Regions from separate parts of the Sus scrofa genome. Here all the other regions are linked to region 1. A link is a contact called in public HiChIP or PLAC-seq data. All regions are on one chromosome and are shown on one strand. Each heading gives the region's core, a stretch centred on a gene start, on an enhancer-like site or on the middle of the called end of the contact. The rest is flanking DNA. Distances are from core to core; before and after follow the strand shown. Region 1 overlaps LIMCH1 (LIM and calponin homology domains-containing protein 1). Region 2 overlaps LIMCH1 (LIM and calponin homology domains-containing protein 1). Region 3 overlaps LIMCH1 (LIM and calponin homology domains-containing protein 1).

Region 1 (4,304 bases), core at 1,368-3,867:
AACAGGCTTATTCATTAACTGGGAAACACTTATCCAGGCTTCAGAATTAACACTGTTCATGTACTCTTTCTTGAGGGGAAGGAATCCATCTGCCTCCATGTGGTGGTGGTGGTTTTGGAAAATTGAGTGTATTAAGTAAAACTTTAGCACCTTCTGAAACTAGCCCCCGGAGAAGCAGAAAATGGGTCTTACTTCCAGAAGAGAAACATCCACAAACACTTTCCTTGTCTTGCTTTTGGCCATTTCAGTGGAAACTTTGGGTTTTGCCCTGGTGTGGTTGCCTTCCCTGTGAATGAAAACAATTATGAATGAATGCAGACTGTTGTAGAATGATAAAGGCATAAGAGAGAAGGGTGCGTGTGTGTGCACACTCGTGTGCTCTGGGGTGTTTTTGCTAAGATTATAGAAAGAGATCTTTAGACATTGCTCTTTTCCCCATTAAATTGTTATGAAACCGAACACGGGATCAGGTAATTTTTGCTGAAAACCCCCACGTGTCATTTATTGAAAGCAAGCAAGACATTTTTTCTTTGTTCAACTAATTCTTCGTCCACCATCAGGATGCGGGAATGAACAGCCTTTAACGCTGTGGGTAAGAACCTTCTCTTAAAATTCCCCTTTGCTGAGGAAACAGTCATATGTGGGAGCTGCTCTTTTTAAGTGTGCTTAAACTATGCCCTTGTAATGTTCAATTTTTTTTTCTAAGTTGACCTTTTTCTTCATTTTATCAGATGCATTAAAACTGAAAATACCTGGATATGCAAAAAAGGTCCTATTGTAGAGCACAGGGAACTCTAGCCAATCTCTTGTGATAGAACATGAGGAAGATAATAAGGGAAGAAAATGTATATGTATGACTGGGTCACTTTGCTGTACAGCAGAAATTGACACAACATTATAAATGGACTATGTTGAATACAAAAAATTACAAAATAAATGTGATCGTAACTACAAAAAAAAACCTGAAAACACCTATATCGAAGAAGGTGCAGCTTTGTAGATCTCAATAATCAGAAGACTATAAAAGATTGTAAAAAAAAAAACCAAAACTTTATTTTTTCAAGTTATGGAATATCATCCAAGTCTGGTTTTGATTAAGGCTGCCAGTTTTCTAGGAATTGTGGTTTTTGTCAAATGCATGCGGAAGGCACTGATTGGGGTTCTGGTTGGAGTTCTGGTTTGCTTTCAGAAAACTGCAGAAACTCTCTTTGATGTTATTTGTGCAAATGCATTAACACATCAGGAAGAGGGTCAGTAAGCGTGTGCTTCAATGTTGGGTTTCCATTACAGCCCATTACTCTGCCCAGAAAGGCAAAGAACAGTTCAACCATTTGCGAACGACCGTGATACATTTGGCTTTTTCTAAGCTGCCTTCTCTAAACATTGTGGGTTGCACCTAAGCCTTTTTTGTGTTTATTTTGAACAGATTCTTTCTTTGTGGGGAGCATGGGGATCTCTTCATTTCTCCTCTGAGTTTTACTCCCAATTTTTGCATTCTTTAGACATGTCAAGACTGTGGTTTCATTTTCAGAATTAATGAATATCGCTAATTGCATAATGACACTTCTCTTCCAGCATGACCAGCGGAAAGGGTTGGGCACACATACATTTCACTTGTAGTTTTTATTTCCAGCTTGGTTGCAGTGTTACCCTTCTGTCTTGCCAATCCTCTAACTTTGTATTTGGTCTTATAGATACGGACCGAGAACTCCTGTGTCTGATGACGCAGAGTAAGTTGTCTTGTATTAGTAAGAATACATTAATTACTAGCCTAAACTGCATGCTTTCAGTACTCACCACTAATTGAAATGCAATTAATGCAGCAGGGGACTGAAGAGCTAAGAGACTCGTGCAGCCTCAGAAAAGCACTTGAAGTTGGAATGCAGAACATATGTTCTGTGCAGGAGAGACGAATGAAAAAGCCACTTTAGCATGATTCTAATATGCAGCTGCTGCTTAAAACTTAACATTTGCTTTTCATAGACAAGGCATGTGAAAGGCGTTCTTGTTAGGGTTTGGAACGTTGGAAGCCCTTCTGAACTTCGGCATTGTTAAAAGGCTATTTTGCACTTGGCGTTGAATTCTTGACATGTGAAGGCTTAGAGTTCACCATGAAGCAGTCCTTCCCGTAGCCACATTTTTTTTTTGGTAAGCTGAGAAAATAAATCCTAAACCACTAATGATAGATTCAGAAGCCCAAGTTCCTCCCAGGTTGTAGTAGGATAAACTGTGGGATGCTTGAGACCAAAACGCTGTGGTTTCGTTCAAGTTCTATGGCATGGCCAGGGGTCAAGATGTCCAGCCTGACACAGGCTGCCTCTCCTTGGTCTCTGCTCCTCTCAGAGATGCAGTCCCATCCCCGGCCTCACATCCAAATTTGAGAAGCATCTACTCTCTCCCATATGGGTCCACATTGACTCCATTACACAAATGGATTTCCCACTGGCTGAGCATCCTGAAACTGATATCTGAGGCAGAAGGTTTCTCTGCAGAGTGCTAGCTTGCTCAGATTGGAGTCACTGGTGTTTTAAGAAACATGATTAATGTCTCATTCCAACATCAGTGGCCCGCTGAGCCCGCTGTCTGTCCTCTGGGAGAGGTATCAGCTGGCCTTGTGAGAATCTGGGCCAGCATAAGAGTGAAGCCCAGCATTCCCTCTGCCCCTTTGCCTGGCCTGAGCCTTAGTTCCAAGGCACGAAATGAGGAATCTAAGTAGCAGTGTAGACAAATAGCAGTGTAGACATCGTCAGGGTAGACCAGACAAATAGCACTTCCTCCAGTGACAGTGAGATCAGACCACAACTTTACTATTTTTGAATTGTGCTTTTTTCCCACGTTTGTGTTCAAGTTGTCTGCTTAGTCTGTACTTTTAGCTCGAAGCAATCTGACTCTAGGGCCAAGGCTATCAGTTTCCAACGTGTGATCTATGATTGCTTTGCGGGCCAATGCTGAGCATTCACGTCTCAAAACCAGATTCAGCCTGAGCTTGACTGACTGCACGGAGTTAAGGAGTCTATAAAACTGAGCCCTGGTTATTACTTTTAAAATCTACAGTGGCAGCATTTAACATTCCCTGAAAGGAGGATTATATAAGATTGATAGGCAAAACACTACTTTGATTTGGTTAGCAAAAACATTTTGATAGAATGGATTTACTCTTCATCATTGCAGAGCTGCCAAGCAATTTGCCTAATATGGATCTCTAAAAAAACCCTGAGAGCTGAAAGAAAAGAAGCTACACTAAAAAGAGCTTTTGAATTTCGCCTGTACCTGAATATGAAACCTCACCCAAAGTTACTGTTTTTTTTAAAGGGTGGGGTGGGGATTCCTCTACATTTATTTTAACAAGCAGCCTCAAGGAGCAGGAAGAGTAAAAGGAGCTTCTTTCCCAAAGGTCTTATCTAGGAATAGCCAAAGGGCTGAATTTCCTCCTGGAATAGACCCAATTTACATGAAACCAGTGGGAAAAACAAAAGGAAGAGTTTATGACAGGAGTGTGTTTGTTTTAAATAGAAATGTGTGATAGGTTTTGTTAATCCCCCCAGTCTCTCCCCTTTTCAAAACCTTTAAGAGCAATTATTGGCACAGTCTGTGTTTATTCATAATTGACACATTCTTAAAATACAACCCAATCAAAAAAAGATGTGCCCTTTAAGGAAAATGCAGGTCAGGGGCAGACCTACCACACAGGCAAACAGAAATTTCCGCCTCCTGGCAAGTCAAGAATGTTTCCATGGATGTATTTTCACCTTCTTGCCCTTCTTTTTGCTTCCACGAGCCTCATTTCCCAAGGGTCCCCACCGTGGAGCCTGGACACTGTGAGAGCCAGAGGCCATTTCAGTCTGAATTCTCTTACCCTAGACTTGGTCCAGAAACAATTTCCAGGCTCCCCAGGAGGTAATTTAATCCTGGCCCTCAGAAATGCCAACCCACCATGGAGGGAGACTCCTAGACCCTGCAGCCAGAGGCCCTTGTCCCACAGCCCAGGACATGGCTTATTGTGCTGAGAAGCACCAATTTAGGGCAGGTCATTAATATTCTGGAATCTAGGCTTCTCCAGGATCCCCCACCCTGTCCCCAGACATACACTTCCTTTTGGAGGCTGAGTCCAACCTCTGAATGAGGGAACATTTTCTGAATAGTGACTCAGCACATTTTCTGTCTTGTATCATCACTTCCCAACTTGCTTAGTTCCTTTATTTGACAGAGCATAAAGGGATTGCTCATAGTTTTATTCTTTCTTTTTCTGGCCACTTTGCTGGTGGTATCTGAGGAGGCAAATGAGAGTTTCTCTTTTTATGCTA
Region 2 (3,961 bases), core at 202-2,701, 170 kb before region 1:
TGACTACGCTCTCCTTCTTATCCAATCCAGTACCTGCCTCAGGAGTTCCCATCATGGCTCAGCAGTAATGAACCTGACTAGTATCCCTGAGGACTCGGGTTTGATCCTTGACCTTGCTCAGAGGGTCAAGGATCCAGCAGTGCCGTGAACTGTGGTGTAGGTCGCAGATTCGGCTTGGATCCCATGTTGCTGTGGCTGTGGTGTAGGCCAGCAGCTGTAGCTTTGATTTAACCTCTGGGAACTTCCATATACTGCCTGTGTGGCCCTAAAAAGACAAAAGAAAAAAAAAAAAAAAAGCAGGTGCTTTGGGAGTTGGAGACAGACCTGGTTTACTAAGGGACATAGAGGCTGATGAGTACTTTAGGGAAATCTTAGAGTATCTGTGTCTTGAGATTTGGACATGGGATTGGACTTAAATAAGGAGCGAAGGCATTCCAGAGAGCGTAAATGGCATGAGCAAATGCAAAGAGGTGTGGATGTGTGTGGCGAATTCACACAGGGATAGCAGATTCAAGCTGGTACTTGAACTTGGGGCAGGGGCAAACACGTAGAAACCTTTGAATAAAGACTGCCCCATGCAAAGAGGTTGTTGGGGATCCCCTAGCTTGGTGAGGGATGAGGGGAAGTCAGAGGGGAGGGAACAAGGGCCTGGGATGGAACTAGGGCCTGGAATGGAAGGACTTGCTCGGAAAGAAAGAGAGGCAATTCTTTGCTTAGAGGTAGAAAAACAGGTGCCAAGATTAGAGAAGATTCTGGTAGCTCCTGAGATTTTGGAGAGTGATTTTTTGTGTGTGTGTGTCTGAGGATGTTAGTGTTTCCAAAATAAGACATTGTTTTGAAAATAAAGATGGAAGACTAGTCAAGTCTAGGGGTGGGGGTTTGAGTTGACAGTAGAAATAGTGGAAGAGTCATGATGTCAAAAATAACAGAAATTAAAGAAGAGCAACAGTGAAACCTTAACTCAGATGAAGAAATGTGTTTTGAGCTCCTATCATATCTTAGATCTAACTCCTGAGTAAGAAAATATTTTTGTATCCTTTTTTTCTGTTTTGTTTTTGTGAATTGTGCTAATGGTGAAGTTTAAGCACCATGCCTCGTGACTTCGGGCAAGGTGAAGCTTTATTTTAGATGCTGACTCACTTTGAATTGGTTTTTAATAAATGTTCTAGGATGGTGGAAAGATCTGGGTGGAACAATGCTTAATATTTCAAAGTGAGCCCTTGAAAATCTATTTCTGCTTCTTAGTAATAGGATCTCTGAGGCTTGAGAATTATTTTTGAACGGGTTCACTGATTCTCGGAGGCCCTGCTACCCTAGGTCTGTGGAACTGGCAAGGAATTTGACGTAATTGCTTTTGCACCTGGCATTTGATGGGAATTGTTTGGGGAATCACTTAGTCATATAACTAAGAAATAGCTAGTGTTTATCCTCTTAGAGATTGGATTTAATGGCCAAGTGCCTTGATTTGATCCTGTCTATGGTTCAGAGCTATGTGATTGTTAAAATTCCCGACCACTGTGTTCCTCAATTAAATCGCAAGGTTAAATAAAACATGTGTGTTTTGCATCTATATTTTGAAGCAGCCTGTGATCTATTTTTATGACTTATTGATTCCAGCCTTGTGCTTTGTTCTCTAGCGCTGCACACATCCTTCCTTTCTTCCTGCCAGGGTGAGCTCACCCTCACTTTGGGGGAAGCCTTCCCTCTTTAATAGCCCACTCTCGCTTCATTTCACTTCTCTGAACACCTATACGCAAGTGCACTCGTAATTTTTCTTTCCTTAACTTCATTACAACCTGTATACGTTATATGGTTCGTTGTTAAAACCCCCTTCATAGTTTAAAATATTCTGCACAGAGAGGGCAACTCTGTGGGCAAAGGGTGCCCTCTTAGAGTCCCCCCCACCTTTTTTCCCAGGAGAATCAAGAAAAAAACCTTTATTGTTGCTGCTCAAATATTAGCTCTTCTGCTTGTGTTTTATTGATTTTATTTATTTATTTATTTTTTGGCTGCTCCTGCGGCATTTAAATGTTTCCGGACTAGGGATCCAGCCCAAGCCACCCTAGTGCCCGTGCCAGATCTTTAACCACTAGGCCACCAGGGAACTCCTAGCTCTTCTGCTTTTAACTTTTGGTAACTTATTCACATTTTTTAAGGTACCAGGGAATCCGATACAGTAGAGAACAAAGAGCCTGTGTGAGGGTCTGTGTGGTCCCCCCAGGCTGTGCATTACCAGCTTGCTGGAAAATCAGTTTCCTGATACACATTCTGCAGAACATGGGTCCCACTCCCCGGAGATTTTCTTGCAAAGCAGTCTTGGTACAACAGATCAGGAAGCACAGTTTTATCCCCCACTGGGGGCTCTCAGTGCACCGTAGCATATTATTGGCTCTGAGAAACTCAAAGTTGAAAAAAGACAAGCCATTTTTTAAACGTAGCATTCCCCAAACTTACTTGACTGTGGAGCCTTTTTTTTCTACGTCACATTTCTTCACATCCTGAGGAACTAGGATTCAGTGAGACATCCTTTGGGAAATGCTTCTGTCAAGTATTTCCTGTCTTAGGCAGGCCAAAGAGTAAATGTGAAGGCCAATCTTCATGAACTAACAATTTAATCTCCCTAAACACATGGTGTGAAAAACAAGTATTGTCTTTGCCTCTTAACTCCTCTCAATGCCATAAAATGATAATTCAATACATTTTAGTGTAAGCGGATTTTTTTTTTTTTTTTTTTTTTTTAATTCCGAGAGGGCGAAGAGGAAGTGTGGGTTATCACTGCCTGTTCTTTGAGATGCTGGGTCTGTCTCTCTGTCTTTCGCAGGTTTGTCATTGTGTACAATGGCTTAGCCCAGTCCCATCCCCATCAACACGTTGCATAATGGATGAGGCTAAAAAGCCTGAGGCGGCAGGTGTTCTAACAATTAAAAAAAAGAAAGAATAGAGCTGTTGATTGTTGCAAACAGCATTAGTCTTCACTTTCTCCCTTTTGCAAACAACAGCTCTCTGTGCCAATCAGCAGCAAGATGGCAGCTGGTCTGTCTTGCTATTCAGCTTGTTACCCCCCGAGCAGTGTGGTTAAGATGCCCCTTTGGACTGTTGGTTTGTTTTCTGGCTGCACCCTCAGCATGTGAAAGTGCCTGGGGCAGGGATCAAACCCAGTCCATGGTAGCAACCCATGCCACAGCAGTGACAATGCCAGATCCTTAACCTGCTGAGCCACTGGGGAACTCCAAAAGTAAACTTTTTACATTTGATTTGATTTTAAAGGTTTGGGAAAGGCTTTTTTTTTTTTTTTTTTTTTTTTTTTTTTTTGAGCCTCACCCTTGGCATATGGGAGTTCCAGGCTGCGGGGCCAATAGGAGCTGCAGCTTCTGGGCACAGCCACAGCCATGCCAGATCCAAGCCATGTGTGCGACCTACACCACAGCTCATGGCAACACCGAATTCTTAACCCACAGAGTGGGATTAGGGATCGAACCGCAGCCTCCTGGATACTAGTCGGGTCCATTCCTGCTGAACCACAATGTGGACTCCTGAAAGGCCTATTCTTAGGATTAGAGTTCCTGATCCAATTTTCCGGAATCTAGTGGAGACCTTTTGCTTCTGTTTTGTAATTGCCTACCTATAGCCAGGAATCAGAAACAGCTATCAGAAAGGCAATAAATAGGTTCATATCATCATAGTAGTTGTGTCTTTCTATAAGATGTTGCCTTTTATAAACAAGAGTGTATACAAGTTTAGAAACATTTATATAGTTATATGCTTTGTTTTCAGTTGTTATATGATAATTCTCCAATGTCATGGATATTGTAATATGTTTAAAACACATTAAGTTAACCGTTAGTCTCATGATGTGTATGTAATACAGATTGTGAGTTTGCAGAAGTATTTGGGAGCCAGGTTGTATGGCTCAAGGGAGAAGAGAATGTGTGTCTCCTCCTCACACTCTGCGGTCAGTGAC
Region 3 (4,427 bases), core at 1,274-3,773, 240 kb before region 1:
CATGTCCCAAGTATTCATATTTACTCACTTAATTGTCTCAACAACATCTTGGGTTCGTGTTAGTTTTCTTATTTTTCAGATGCATAAACCCTGGCCTTGACCAATAACATAACACACTCGTAGTTTAGCTAATGAGCAGTGGAGCTGGGCTGTGAGCCCTGAGGTCTAAAATGAGCCTTACTCTAGGTGCTTGCAGCCACATCAAGACCTATACAACTGGAGTTTCTCTCATGCACATTGATGTTGGTTAGACGCTGCAGTAAAAATACCATAGAGCGTTACTGAGTATTTTTCATTTTAGTCGTGGCCATTTCTCCTATCCCCTGTCCACTTTGAAAAAATACTTAGAGCCATTTTGGTGATTTAATAGTTAGTATTAAAAGCTGGTTATATCACTAAGTCCCTTGGCCCCTCATTTCTTCAACAGTCAAATAGAAGCATTACGCATGAGCAGATTGCCAGAACATGAACTCAGGAGATTATGTGTGAAAACAGTCATCTGTGAGACAGCATAGAAATGAATGGCACTTGTCAATATTTAATGTATTGGCTTTGTTCAAGTGCATCTTTATTTCCCTAGTGGCAACATATAAAAATAATTACTTTGGCTAACATTGGTTGGGCATCTATGGATGTCCATAAGCACCTATGATATTTTAAATTCCCTTTCAAGTCTTGTCTTACGCAAGGATCAGGTTTTATTTATTTATTTTATTTTTTTTTTTTTTTTTTTTTTTTTTTTTTGTCTTTTTGCTATTTCTTTGGGCCGCTCCCCGCGGCATATGGAGGTTCCCAGGCTAGGGGTCGAATCGGAGCTGTAGCCACTGGCCTACGCCAGAGCCACAGCAACGTGGGATCCGAGCCACGTCTGCAACCTACACCACAGCTCACGGCAACGCCGGATCGTTAACCCACTGAGCAAGGGCAGGGACCGAACCCGCAACCTCATGGTTCCTAGTCGGATTCGTTAACCACTGCGCCACGACGGGAACTCCCAGGATCAGGTTTTAAACTTTAAGTCTGTAGATAAGGTGAAAATGTGTATATGAAAATTATCCTTGAAATACCTTAATGGCCACTCTTCCTCAGTTCGCTTTATTTTTTTTTTTATGAAAAAAATTTTTTTATTGTTATTTCCCCAATATGATTTTTTTCTACTGTACAGCATGGTGACCCAGTTACACATACATGTATACATTCTTTTTTCTCCCATTATCACGCTCCATCATAAGTGATTAGATATAGTTCCCAATGCTACACAGCACGATCTCATTGCTAATCCATTCCAAAGGCAATAGTTTGCATCTCTTAACCCCAAGCTCCCAGTAGTTGAGCTTTAGAATGTTACCTCCAAGGATTTTGTTGCTTTCCTTCCCTGCTGTATCCCAAGGCCAGGAAGAGTGATCAGTATACATGTGTTGCATGAATTAATAGGTGATTTGCACCAAGGGGCCAATTATATTGAAAAGGGGATACCTTTTAATGCTAGCATCCCACTCAGTGCAGTAAAAGGCTCATCCTAAGATATCCTCGTAGAAACTCCCTGTGGAATCTGTGTAGCTGGATTTCTCTAACTTCATGCAAGTATAACACAACTGCTGTGTGCGGTTTTGTACTTATCACAGGCTAACGACACCTATTACTATCCCATTTCAGAAATGAGGAAACCGAGACTCCGACTAGTCAAGAAACTTGTCCAAATTTCTTGTCAAATTTCTCACAGCCAGTACTTCCTGCTGACTCTCAAAATAGGCACATTCTCACATTAAAATTGTTGGCTTTTCCATTTTTTCTCCTGTTGCTAACTATGTAGTATCTATTTGCTCTGAGCAAAAGTAGGGAATGGATAAGAAATAAAAACTAAATAGGGTTGTTTCTTGTGTGAATCTATGGAATCAAAAAGAATAGTCGAGTCAATAGATGTTGCTTTTGCCTGAAATAGCATCTTCACTTTGTTTAGGCCTTTCTTAAACATCTGTGATGGTTTGAACTTTTGGGAGTTCACTTGGACTGCACTGAAGGTAAGCTTCCAAGATGGAACAATTGTTGGGCCAACAATTATTGCTATGGAATCTTCTAGCACTTAAATTGGTCCTGATGTTTCTCTGATAAATTCCAAGAATGATCAGCAAATTGGTCTTCGAATTAAGGATTTTCACTTTAGCTGCAGGAACCAATGGCCCAGAATAATTTGTCTGCATCTGTATCCTGATTAAAAGTGTTTTATGGCATTTACTAGCTCCGTCTTGGTCAGCATGGGTTGTGTAGGTCAGTATGGGAGAGTGTGCTTACTTCAATTGGGGAACTTTTCTTTTTTTTTTAATTGCTTAACCTTGGAAACTTGCCTTGCAATCCTGTGATATGACTTCTTAATCTTGTAGTGATGCCAGGCCTTGGCTTATTTTTCATGCCAAATTTAAAAAAAAGCAAACATTGTTAGTAAGCAATGACATTTGATTCATTATTACTCATGAGCATCTGAAATCCACGGCTTGAATTTTGAATCAGTGCATTAGGAAATATTCAGCAAACAACCTTCCTTGGGGCTCCTCTGGGCCTAGAACGTCAAGGGGATTGATGCTACTAGTAGACTATTTCCATTATGACATTTCAGATTTGAACAATACACAATTTAGGTGAGTCAGAAAATGTATCCAGGGATAATGAGTAATAAACGGGGAACGGGTAAATATTGACTGATTTGATTAATCTTTATAAACAATTTAGGTCTCCTTGCTGTCACTAAAAAGCTGTCATTTATACCTAAATGAGGAAGGGTAAAGATTCGATAGCTATAAATTGGTTGAGTTTTTGTTCAGAAATTGTGTTGAAATTAACCGATGGGCGGTTCCTATAAATTATGTCATAATACAGTACCACTGTAGTAATCCTTTAGAAGTCCATTCTTGGCTCTTTTCCTTCAATAATGTTGCCAGGTTTTACAGCTGCAGTGTAATTTGAAACAATGTGAAAATTGCCCTGTTTACTCATTCCGATCAGAAGGGCTAATGTTAAGTTAGTTTTCTTGTTACGAGTTGATTGAGGGGAGTAATAGCCAACTTGATTCCCTCTTCTGTGGTACTGTGCTTTTTATTAGTCTAAACATTATAAAGTTGTGTGCAACTGTTTATGCTAAAATTCAACAGGGGTTTATCCTGGATTTTACTTACTTTTTCCCTCTTTTTGTTATTTTTAATTTTTGTCTTTTTAGGGCCTCACCCATGGCATGCAGGGGTTCCCAGGTTAGGGGTCGAATCAGAGCTGTAGCCGCTGGCCTATGCCACAGCCACAGCAACGCCAGATCTGAACTGCATCTGTGACCTACACCACAGCTCAGGGCAGTGCCAAATCTTTAACCCGTTGAGTGAGGCCAGGGATCGAACCTGTTCTCATGGCTCCTAGTTAGATTCATTTCTGCTGAGCCAGGATGGAAACTCATTTCCTCTTTTTCAAAAATTGACGTAGAGTTGACTTACAATATTACATTCGTTTCAGATGTGCAGTATAGTGATTCGGTATTTTTTATACATTACAAAATGATTACCACTAAGTCTAGTTACCATCTGTCACCACACAAAGTTATCACAATACTGTTACTATATTCCTTATGCTCTGCATTACATCCCTGTGACTTATTCTTTAACTGGAAGTTCTGGTCCTTTTAATTAAAGCCTTTCCTCCAGTGCAGTTGCTTTGATTTAAATTCCTTAAAAATGAAAGAGGAAAAAAAATCATGATGGTGTCTCTTTAATCTGCTTTAGAATAGCTAAGAAAGAGTATTGTGTTAGGAATTGCTGAAAATGGAGCTATGGAAGGGCTTTATATCTTAGGCTACCAAAATCCTTTTATGTAAACCAGAAAAAAAAAAATCAAATTCTGAATGAAAGCACAGGGAAAAAAAAGACAGGGCTGATTTAAGCAGAATAGCCCAAAGGTGAATGCATTTTGACTGTATTGCCTTCCAGAAAGAAGGGAGGTGGTGATTCAAGGCCCAGTTGATACCTTAGACTTCCTTGGGAGGCCGTGTTTATGATCCCAGGGCCTGTAGATAGCATCTGACACAGCATTTGATTCAGCTCTCCTGTCTTGGTTAACTCAGCCTTAGCATTCTCACTACAGCTTCTCTTGGTTCAATTAAGATTTGCATCATCTCGGTTTACTTCTGCTCTTCCATTAGGGCCTGTGCTATTGGTGTGGCCGGAAAGAAAGATTTCTTACAGTTCCAATTGCTCTTGCTTTTATCAGTGGTTCCTCTTTGCCTTCCCCTGAAGAATCTGCCCTCAAACCACTTTACGTCTCGACCTGGTTGTGATAGCTCTGCTTGGCTGCACTTAAATAAAATGTGATGAAAAAGAGAAATCCTTGTATCCCCTACCAGACAGGCCTCCTCTTGATGCTGTCAGTCACTGCCAGCTGCCTCCTCCTTC

The links. HiChIP or PLAC-seq counts read pairs in DNA pulled down with a chosen protein or histone mark.
Region 2: an H3K27ac HiChIP or PLAC-seq map of skeletal muscle shows a contact between it and region 1. The contact joins two enhancer-like sites. A contact is called at or near these places in 1 of 47 Hi-C or Micro-C datasets (embryonic fibroblasts) and 1 of 2 datasets of contacts at active chromatin or transcription factors (skeletal muscle).
Region 3: an H3K27ac HiChIP or PLAC-seq map of skeletal muscle shows a contact between it and region 1, with 5 times the contacts expected there. The contact joins two enhancer-like sites. A contact is called at or near these places in 1 of 47 Hi-C or Micro-C datasets (embryonic fibroblasts) and 1 of 2 datasets of contacts at active chromatin or transcription factors (skeletal muscle).

Annotation. Positions count from the first base shown.
Region 1 is chr8:32,723,879-32,728,182 of Sscrofa11.1, forward strand. LIMCH1 (LIM and calponin homology domains-containing protein 1) reads left to right here. Exons shown (of 35, transcript XM_021101157.1): 17 at 1,695-1,730. Among named protein-coding and RNA genes, the nearest start is that of PHOX2B, 120 kb to the right of the region's middle. Within about 2 kb of position 2,618, at least 10 of the 83 cell types and tissues checked have an H3K27ac peak or open chromatin away from gene starts, as enhancers often do. A contact at or near this core is called in skeletal muscle, where this site is marked.
Region 2 is chr8:32,550,895-32,554,855 of Sscrofa11.1, forward strand. All of the region lies in intron 1 of LIMCH1 (LIM and calponin homology domains-containing protein 1), which reads left to right. Among named protein-coding and RNA genes, the nearest start is that of LIMCH1, 120 kb to the left of the region's middle. Within about 2 kb of position 1,452, at least 4 of the 83 cell types and tissues checked have an H3K27ac peak or open chromatin away from gene starts, as enhancers often do. A contact at or near this core is called in skeletal muscle, where this site is marked.
Region 3 is chr8:32,484,433-32,488,859 of Sscrofa11.1, forward strand. The region is part of intron 1 of LIMCH1 (LIM and calponin homology domains-containing protein 1); the gene reads left to right. Among named protein-coding and RNA genes, the nearest start is that of LIMCH1, 54 kb to the left of the region's middle. Within about 2 kb of position 2,524, at least 5 of the 83 cell types and tissues checked have an H3K27ac peak or open chromatin away from gene starts, as enhancers often do. A contact at or near this core is called in skeletal muscle, where this site is marked.